Regions from separate parts of the Sus scrofa genome. Here regions 2 and 3 are each linked to region 1. The links are chromatin contacts, called in public HiChIP or PLAC-seq maps. All regions are on one chromosome and are shown on one strand. Each heading gives the region's core, a stretch centred on a gene start, on an enhancer-like site or on the middle of the called end of the contact. The rest is flanking DNA. Distances are from core to core; before and after follow the strand shown. Region 1 holds the start of LOC106505265. Region 2 holds the start of LOC100624094 (spermatogenesis- and oogenesis-specific basic helix-loop-helix-containing protein 2). Region 3 holds the start of SPG20 (spartin).

Region 1 (2,904 bases), core at 281-2,780:
TCAGTGAGGTGTCTGTTTTTTAACATTAAGATCATTGGCAATTAATACTCTATCAAAAGCTGCAAGGCCGGGACTAGTAAATGCAGGAATTGTGTCTTCCCTTTCAGGAGGATGGGCTGGGCAGCAAGGGACGCTTGTTCCACGTTTCTTTCACTGTATAAATTCAACAAGGCTCCCTACCTCACAAACAGCCACAGGCTACTTCGCATTTTTCGGACCTGGATGTAGGGCCAGAGAAGGCGCTCGTGGGCCTCGCCCCACCATCGTGCCTGAGCCTCGACAAAGCTCGCGGGGACCAACCGCAAACCGGAGTGTGCTGGTATCTGGCCTCCCGACCGCGGCCCCGCCTTCCCAGCTCCACCACTTCCGCCCAGCCCGCCAGTCGAATTGCGGGCGCCGGAACAGACGATTGGCGGGGCTACAGCGCTGCGCCGGCGAAAGGGCGTGCGGAGCGAGCCCCTGGCCGGCGTGCAGCTGGCGGCGGGGGGCCGAGGCTGCACGTCACGTTCCGGCCGAGCCAGCGGCGCCGTCACGAGGCGGCTCCGGGCACAGGTGGGCCTCGGCGGGCGGGGTAAGCGCGCGAGATTCGGGGCGGGGTCAGAGGTGAGGGAGCGATTTCCCAAGTGGCTTTTCGCCGCTTCAGGGCCCAAAGCCGACGGGAGAAAGACGTTGTTCCCACAGACGCGGCGGGCCGAGGCGAGCGAGCTGCCGTCGGTGTTGGTCCCCTCCGTTGCCTCTTGGAGGCTGTCACGCCACGGTTTTCATTTTAGTCTTGACTTTGGGGTTCCGGTTACAGGTATTTCCGGAAGCTCGCAAGAATTTTGCGTAGCTTCTTTGGGGGCGGGTTTCTCGGTGTCCATATTGAATAAAGGCTGTTCGCTGCGCTGTGGAGATAGGGCGTTTTTCAGGTAAAGTCTAAATTGTTAACGGAAGCTCGAGCCTTTGGAGGAGACTCACGTCGATCAGGGCAGTCAGTGAGACTGATGGCGACATTTAAATTGGATTGAATACTGGTCCTCGCCGTGGTTACTGGGAATTCGGAAATAAACTTGGCGAATAGCTGCCCCTGGAAGCCATCTCCGATAGTCTCCACAGGGGAGGGGCTCCGTTTTCCCGGTACAAAACCCAAAGCCCCTGGTAGAAATCAAACTAGTTATGATGTAAAATTAGATCAAAATTAGGAGGAATCGAGTCCTTGTTTTAAATGTTTTGCTTTAAAAAAATCTAAAAACGGGTGCTGGATTGAGTGGTCTGAAGGTTGTAAAATTTACTAAAAGAAACTTTAAGATTTAAAAGAGAGAGGGGTCTGAATTCCGGTCCAGTTGTGTGATCTTGGGAAAGCCACTGGTTGTGACAGCCTTATTCTGTAAAATAGAGATGATAATTACAGTGATTTTTCTCATAGCGTTCTAGTAAATTCTGCGTAGTCAACATATTTGGTTTTTAAGTGGTGTCCGTAGTTACTGTGTTTTGTGGTACTTAGAGGTCGCTAAGCATACCTCTCACCCAGTCCCCCCCTTCCGTCTCCATTCAGTGACAAGAGATCTAATTTTAAAGTCATTAAATTTTGCCTATACTTAGTGTATCTTCATCTTTGGATTCATTGATCAGAAAATTTTCACCTTAACTTGAGTTCATCTTAAACCTCCCACGAGCTCTTCTGGAGTAGGATTAATGTCTTATTTATTTTTAAAATTATTATTTCTGGAACCTCTACGGTGGTTGTCATTTCTGGTGGTTTGTGGGTTTTTTACCTGATTTCTCCACCCTTCTTTTTCTCAAACCCGAACTGGTAAAACTTAAGCTTTGGTTTCACCAAAAACAAAGCAAAACAATTTTACATGGAAAATACTGTTTTCTGTCACTTAAAGATGTGCTCAGCTGTGTACGGTCACGGGGCGGGGGGTGGATGGTTGCAAGGAGTTATGTAAAGAATTAGATTAAAAATAAGCCTCGTTTAGGGTCACTCTGAGAGCAAACATACCATCTTCGGGAGGCAGAGAGCATAGATAGCAACACAGGCAGCACCATCGAATCCCCTAGAGCTCTTCAGAAATGCTGATCCCTGAGCACTACTCCAGACCAGCTAATTAGAATCTCTGGAGAGTGGAGGGTGGTATCCTACCTTTTAAAGGTCCGCAAGGTTACTCAGTAGTGCTGCGAGGATGAGAACTTGTGTGTTAGAGGAATGAGGTTCTCAGGGAGTGTATCTTGTTTGAGGAGGGGAAAGGCTGGAAGGTCTGGAGCTGCATTGGAAGATAGCTGGAACGTTTGGGAGGACTTTTATTAGCAGGTATGCTGAGACGTATGATTTGTAAAGTGAACTGTACAGTGACCAAGGCCAGAGGGCAGGCTGTTAAAATAATCCAGGGTAACAGTGAGTGCAGCAGCAGTGATGGTTGAAGAAGTTTAAAAATATTTATTTTCTCTCCTAAATGTTAAATATTTTTAAGAAACTGAGTAATGATTTTAACTTGCAAACTGTATCTGGCCCTACCTAGTTAAAAATGTACTTTTCAAAAAATGAATGGCTAATATATATGACTGGGTCACTTTGCTATACAGCAGAAATTGGCATATTGTAAGTCAGTCGTAATTTAAGAAAATGAGTGGCTCAGGAGTTGCCAACATGACTTGGCGATAACAAACCCAACTCGGATCCATGAGAATTTGGGTTCAATCCCTGGCCTCACTCAGTGAGTTAAGGATCCAGTGTTGCTGTGAGCTATGATCCAGGTCGCAGACTCAGTTCAGATCTGGCCTTGCTGTGGCATAGATTGGCATCTACAGCTCTAGTTCGACCCCTACCCTGGGAACTTCCATATGCTGCAGGTGCGGCCCTAAAAAGACCAAAAAAAAAAATGAGTGGCTCAATTGTGATATGTATGTTTTATTGTTACTGAT
Region 2 (2,904 bases), core at 227-2,726, 550 kb after region 1:
TCCTAATCTATTCTGTTGGAATTCAGAAGACAAATTCGTTAGCTAAGAGCAAACTGCCCGAGTGCTAATTGAAGACTTCCTTAGCTCCAGCATTTATCTTGCGAACCATTTTATAGTTTATTTGATACAAACTGTTCAGTATAGCAACCATAGGTTAGTTTTGTCAATTTTAATAATATAATAGCCAGTTATTTCACCAGCAAAAGCAAGCTTATTAGGAATAGCCAGAGGAACTGCAATTTGAGATAGGTGAACTATGGCGGATCACGAAACAATCCAGAGGACAGGGACTGGAAACTTGTTTTATAGAGAAAAGGAGGAGGTTAAGAAGGGTCGCAATAATCAGGGAGTCCAGCGGAGGAAGCTGGGAGTCTTATAAAGTATGAAAGCTTCTCATTGACTAGGCTGACGACTCAGTTTTCTTCCTGCAGGATACTAAAGGAGAGGCACCTTCCTGTCCTAGACAGACGTTTCTCGCTGTTAAGAGCAACTGAGGACTTATGGCAGGGTGTGTGAGCTCCTCCTACAGGCCTGCCCTGACTCCAGTTTTAGATGCGGTTTCTTCAATTCCAGTTTCTAACATTTTCCCCATAAATTATCAGTTTTCCAGGAATCTCCAGTAAGCAGCAATAACACATACTCAAATGTGCTTTTTATGCTCCCGCCCCCAATCTTTGTTTCCTTTTATAGGTACATGACCAATAGCATTTACTGACCACTCTGGGTCACTTTTCTCAGCAGTAAAAAGGCAGTAAACAGAACAAAGGAACTCCACCAGACTCCTTGAGCTGATTTCTGTTAGAAAACATGGTCCCATTGCTCACACTTCTCAAGTTTGTTCAACGGATGGAACATGTACCAGAGAAGTCAGAGGTAAAGTGAGCTGCATCTTTGGACCGGAGCCACGGATGGAACTAAAGCACAGGTAAGCCAAGAGTAGACTGCAAAGTTTGCAATTACAAATACAATCATGAAATTTCAAGTTGCAGTTGGGGCAGCTTTCAGCTAGGTCCGCAGACAGCTGCCAGATTTGCCAGAATTCAAAGACAATCTGAACTGAAGGCTCAAACAATCAGAATTCTAGTACCTTCTTTAGAGTCCTCCTCCCCAGACTCTCCGAGCCAAAGCCTGGGGGCTTGGTTAACTTAAGCAAAGAAAGGCACAGCTGTTCTGGGATCCAGCCCTTCCCTAACGAGGGCATGAACAACGTGAACGGCGGACATGTGTCGGGGTTTAAGCAAAGCAGCCAAGGCCAACAGCCCTCGACACCTTATCCTCAGGCACGCAGGCCACGCACACTCCCCCTGCCATCTTGGGCAAGGCTTGCCCCCTCCGCGGGTTTGGGAGAAGGATGGACGCCGCGGCCCACAGGACTTGCGAAGGAGTTTGGAGGTGTCCCGAGCACAAGCAGCCCTCCTCGCGTTTAAGCCGCTCTGGGCAGCCCAGCCTGTGTCCCGCCCCCACCGCCGTCCTGTGACGTCATCCGGAGGCGCCGGGATGCGACCGTGAGGCAGGTCGCCCTGACAACGGCCTGACCAAGTTTGGCCTCTCCCAGCTTCTGGGTGTTCCCTGAGGTTTAGCGTTGGGAGCCGGTCGAGGGAAGGTGTGGGTGGCTTCTGATCTAACACTATGGAGGAGGGACGAAGCGACACCTTCGACGGTGTGAGCACCGACCGCCTTAAATTGGAGTTACTAGAAGAAATCCACCTGAAGTGAGTTGGGGGGGCGCACTCCCGTCGGGTGTAGGGTTCACGTCCGCGCCTGCGCCTGTTGGTGCCCCGTGGTTCACGGCCAAAGCCACTGAGGCTGATGTGACACCTGCAGTGTGATTAATACCTAGGCAAAAGTAGTGACATCAAGAAGCAGTCAGTGTTTTATAGCAAAGATTCCTTTACCTCTTGCATTTGCTATTAGAATAGGTTTTGAGCTAGGATGTCCTGCCTTCAGGATCAAGCCAAATGGAGTGCCCTGTGTGCATATACTACATGATGCTGAAATATCAGTTTGCTGTTAATGGTCCACTAATTTCAGGGTTTCTGTTTCAGATTCAAAAGGTTGAAATATCATGCTTCTCTTTCATCCCTTTAGAAGAGCTTAAGAATTTGGTGACATTTTGTAAAAATGAAGCCCCTACTATATATAGTTCTTAAAATACTCAGTATTAATACTTTTTACTGGAGGATCTCCGTTGCCCTGAACTGTGGTGTAGGTCGCAGACGCGGCTCAGATCCCGCGTTGCTGTGGCGGTAGCGTAGGCTGGCAGCTGCAGCTCCAGTTAGATCCTTAGCCTGGGAACCTCCATGTGCCACCGGTGCGGCCCTAAAAAAGACAAAAAACAAAGTAACAAACAAACAAACAAAAAAAACTTACTACTAAGTCTTTGAAACTTTTAAATATTTTTAAAAAGAAGCCCACAACCACACCATCAGGCTCCAGGAGAGCTAGATTCTTCTGTCCCTATGACTTCTTGCTTTTTTTCTCTATTATAGCCCCACCACGCTCTTTTAACTGTTCAGTTATTTCTTGATCTGGTACTCAACTGTAAGCACTCTGAGGCCAGGTTCTGTATTCCCTGAAGCAACAGAGTATAGGAACCAATACTTTAGAGAAATCCTGTATAAATTCAAATCCTAGCTCTTATTACACAGCAACTACATGGTCTTGGGCAAGTTAATGAACCTCTTAAGTCTAAGTTTGGTGTAGAAACCATTATCTCACACATAGGGTTGTTGCCAGGACTAAGTGAAATGTATGTTAAGTACTTAGCATTGGCTTGCAATCAACATTCAGGGGAAGTTAGCTCCTACTATTGCTGATGATCTGTTTGTGTACCGTAGTATCTTCAGCCTTAGTTTAATACTTTTAACATAATAGACATTCAAAAATATGTATTGAATATATGAC
Region 3 (2,904 bases), core at 166-2,665, 520 kb after region 1:
ACCCCAGCACCTCTCCACATTCTTGTACAACACTTGTTAGTGTCTTTTTATTGCAACCTTTCTAGAGGGTAATGATATCTCATTGTGTTTATTTGAACTTCTCTAAAGACTGATGACATTGAGAATCTTTTCATCTGCTTTCTGAACCATTATTATATTTTTGGAGAAATGTCTTTTCAAATTCTTTGCCTGTATATATACTATAATTATTATATTATAATTAATATAAAATTAGATTAATTACCTTGTTAATTATTAGGTTTTAAGGGATACACACACACACACACACACACACACACACACACATATAGTTGTTGTTGTTGCTGTTTTGTTTTCCTTCTTCTTTTTGGCCACCCCACAGCATATGGAGTTCCTGGGCCAGGGATCAGATGGGAGCCACAGGTGCAACTTAAGCCGCAGCTGTGGCAACACTGGATTTTTAACCTACTGTGCTGCACCAGGATCACACCTGCATTTCAGGGCTCCCAAGCCGCAGTTGATCCCTTTGTGCCACAGCAAGAACTCCTGTTCTTTATATATCTGAAATACAAGTAAAATGTGGTGATTTGAAAATACATTCTCATAGTCTGTAGGTTGTATTTTCTTTTTTTTTTTTTTTTTTTGGTCTTTTTCGGGCTATATCTGGTGGCATATGGAAGTTCCTAGGCTAGGAGTTGAATCGGAGCTGCAGCTGCCAGCCTACACCACAGCCACAGCAATACAGATCCAAGGCACATCTGCGACCTACTCTGAAGGTCATGGCAACACAGGATCCTTAACCCACTGAGCAAGACGAGGTATCAAACCTGCGTCCTCATGGATGCTAGTCAGATTGGTTTCCACTGAGCCACAATGGAACTCCTGAGCTTGTTTTTTTTGTTTGTTTTTGTTTTTAATTTAAAAACAATAGAATATCAAAAGATTACTGCTAAGCACAAAGAAAAGACATTTAAAGTTTCTGATGTTAGTGCTTTTCTATGTATGAGATGATAGATGAGTCTGAGCTCATTATTCCTTAGCTATGCATATTAACTACCTAGGGCCAGTAGCCAAAGCGCAAACCACTTTGCGTTTTTCTCCGTTCTGAACTGGATCCTCTCCGGGCTCTTGTGGGCGCTGGCTTGATTCTTGCAGAACTGGAAAAGCAGGCTACATGCCTGTCCACACATCTATAGTATTTTACTAATTTCAAATAACTTTAGAAGAAACGGAGAATATGTACACTTTGATTTTCCCCTTTTAGCTTCCCATAATCATAAATGGTATTAGCCACTTGCTATTTATCCTTAGGCGTCAGGAATTTAATATTTTTTAGCCTTCCGGCCCTCAAGGCTCCCCCTAGCCGCCACAGCGCTCTCCGCCCACCACTCTCGCCCTGTCCCTCCTGCAGCCTGGGGTCGGGGAAGGAAAGACATTGCGCAAGCGCGAGGGCTGTCGACGTGGCCGGGAGACCCTGGTTGGGGTCCGCGCTGAGCCCGCTGGCTCACGTGGTTCTCCCCGGGCCTGCTGCCCTCGCTCTTTTCTCCTCTCGGAGTTTTACAGTGACTCTGGGGTTCGAGGTGGACTGACGTCTCCCCAGAGACCACATGGAAGGTCAGAGTGGACAGAACTTGGGGGCGGGGGCACGCGGTGACAGGCCCCAGGGGCAGAGGCCCCAGTGGGCGTCACGTGAAGGCCCAGCTGCGGGGGCCGTGCGCTCGCGCTCAGGTCACGCGGGAGCCGGCGGGCGGGGCGGCGCGGGCGCGTGACGTGGCGCGCTCCGCAGCGCGCGGCTCCGAACGCTTTGTCAGTGCGGGCGTGCGGGCGCGCGCCTGCGGGGCGCCGAGAACTTTGGGCAACTCCGCAGATCGCTTGGCGGCCGCGCCGCGTCGGAGGGAGAGGGCCGTGGGCTGCGGCCGCCAGGCGGGGAACTCTGCTGGCGGCGCCGAGGCGCCCGAGGCCTGTCAGGCACAGGTGGGCGGCGGCCGGCGGGAGGAAGTCGCCGCTGAGCGGGACCCCAAGGCGGGCGGGTGGCGGGAGCGCCCAGGGCCCGCGGGCTGGAGGGCCCAGAAGGGCGGAGAAGGCTGCGGGACCTCATCCAAGTCTCAGATGAAACTTTCGTGGAAGGGAGCTACTGTGGGAGAGACTAGTTTAAGCTGTTCGTTGTCAGCCCCCAGCTTCTGTATTTACGGAACCGTCAGCTCCGTAGGACGCCCCCCCCCCCACCGCCCCGCTTCCTATTTACTGTTGGGATGGAGAGCGCTGCCTTCCCCGTGGATCTGCGTCCTCCTACCTGAGCTTCTGTGTTGACCCTTTCTGCTGTTCTGCCCCCGCTGTTTTCCCTACCTTGGAAAACCGCAGCGATTATTCAGCCTCTCCTAGCGCTTCCAGCTTTCGTGGAAGTTCGGCAGCCTTTCGTTACAGAAAGGTCAACAACTTCGGGAATGGATAGCGCGCGATTTTACTCTTTCGAATACGGTCGTTCACGTTTGTTAGGGGCTGAGCACTGCAGAGGTTGCCTCCGATTTACTCTGTGTCTAGGAAAAGTTTCGCTGGGAGTGCGCAGTTTCGTGACTCGGCATTATTGCGTTACTCTAGGATTGGCCCAGTTTTCCGCTCTGTAGTTGTAATTAACTGCTTTACTCTTTGTCTGGAGGTCACTCGGTATTCGCTTTATTGTGTTGTTAATTGAATGAGTGTGCCGTCCAGATTGTTGTTGCCTGTGAAATACGGGCCCTAGGTACTTAGGAATTCAACAGTTTTCTTTGAAATTTTCAAAAGCAGAACAAACGGAAAGGCGAAAGGGCACCTTAAGAATGTCCCCGATTATAAATGGAGCTATTTTTTGATTCTCTCTCTTTTACAGTAACGGACCTCGTTTGGTAACTTTATATGAAACCTGTTTGAAACAGGAAGCTTTTCTCT

The links. HiChIP or PLAC-seq counts read pairs in DNA pulled down with a chosen protein or histone mark.
Region 2: a contact with region 1 is called in an H3K27ac HiChIP or PLAC-seq map of alveolar macrophages. The contact joins the promoter of LOC100624094 here to the promoter of LOC106505265 in region 1. A contact is called at or near these places in 1 of 5 promoter capture datasets (liver), 1 of 47 Hi-C or Micro-C datasets (embryonic fibroblasts) and 1 of 2 datasets of contacts at active chromatin or transcription factors (alveolar macrophages).
Region 3: an H3K27ac HiChIP or PLAC-seq map of alveolar macrophages shows a contact between it and region 1. The contact joins the promoter of SPG20 here to the promoter of LOC106505265 in region 1. A contact is called at or near these places in 1 of 5 promoter capture datasets (fetal liver) and 2 of 2 datasets of contacts at active chromatin or transcription factors (alveolar macrophages and skeletal muscle).

Annotation. Positions count from the first base shown.
Region 1 is chr11:12,862,416-12,865,319 of Sscrofa11.1, reverse strand. It overlaps LOC106505265, which reads right to left and starts at 1,530. Exons shown (of 8, transcript XM_021065389.1): 1 at 1,500-1,530; 2 at 958-1,134; 3 at 815-884; 4 at 181-744. The coding sequence starts at 1,530. SUPT20H (transcription factor SPT20 homolog) reads left to right here and starts at 385. Exons shown (of 24, transcript XM_021065260.1): 1 at 385-552.
Region 2 is chr11:12,308,297-12,311,200 of Sscrofa11.1, reverse strand. LOC100624094 (spermatogenesis- and oogenesis-specific basic helix-loop-helix-containing protein 2) reads left to right here and starts at 1,476. Exons shown (of 20, transcript XM_021065387.1): 1 at 1,476-1,712. The coding sequence starts at 1,630.
Region 3 is chr11:12,344,737-12,347,640 of Sscrofa11.1, reverse strand. It overlaps SPG20 (spartin), which reads left to right and starts at 1,415. Exons shown (of 11, transcript XM_021065568.1): 1 at 1,415-1,593. The coding sequence starts at 1,587. It overlaps LOC110255803 (a long non-coding RNA gene), which reads right to left. Exons shown (of 5, transcript XR_002336656.1): 1 at 2,326-2,904; 2 at 245-540.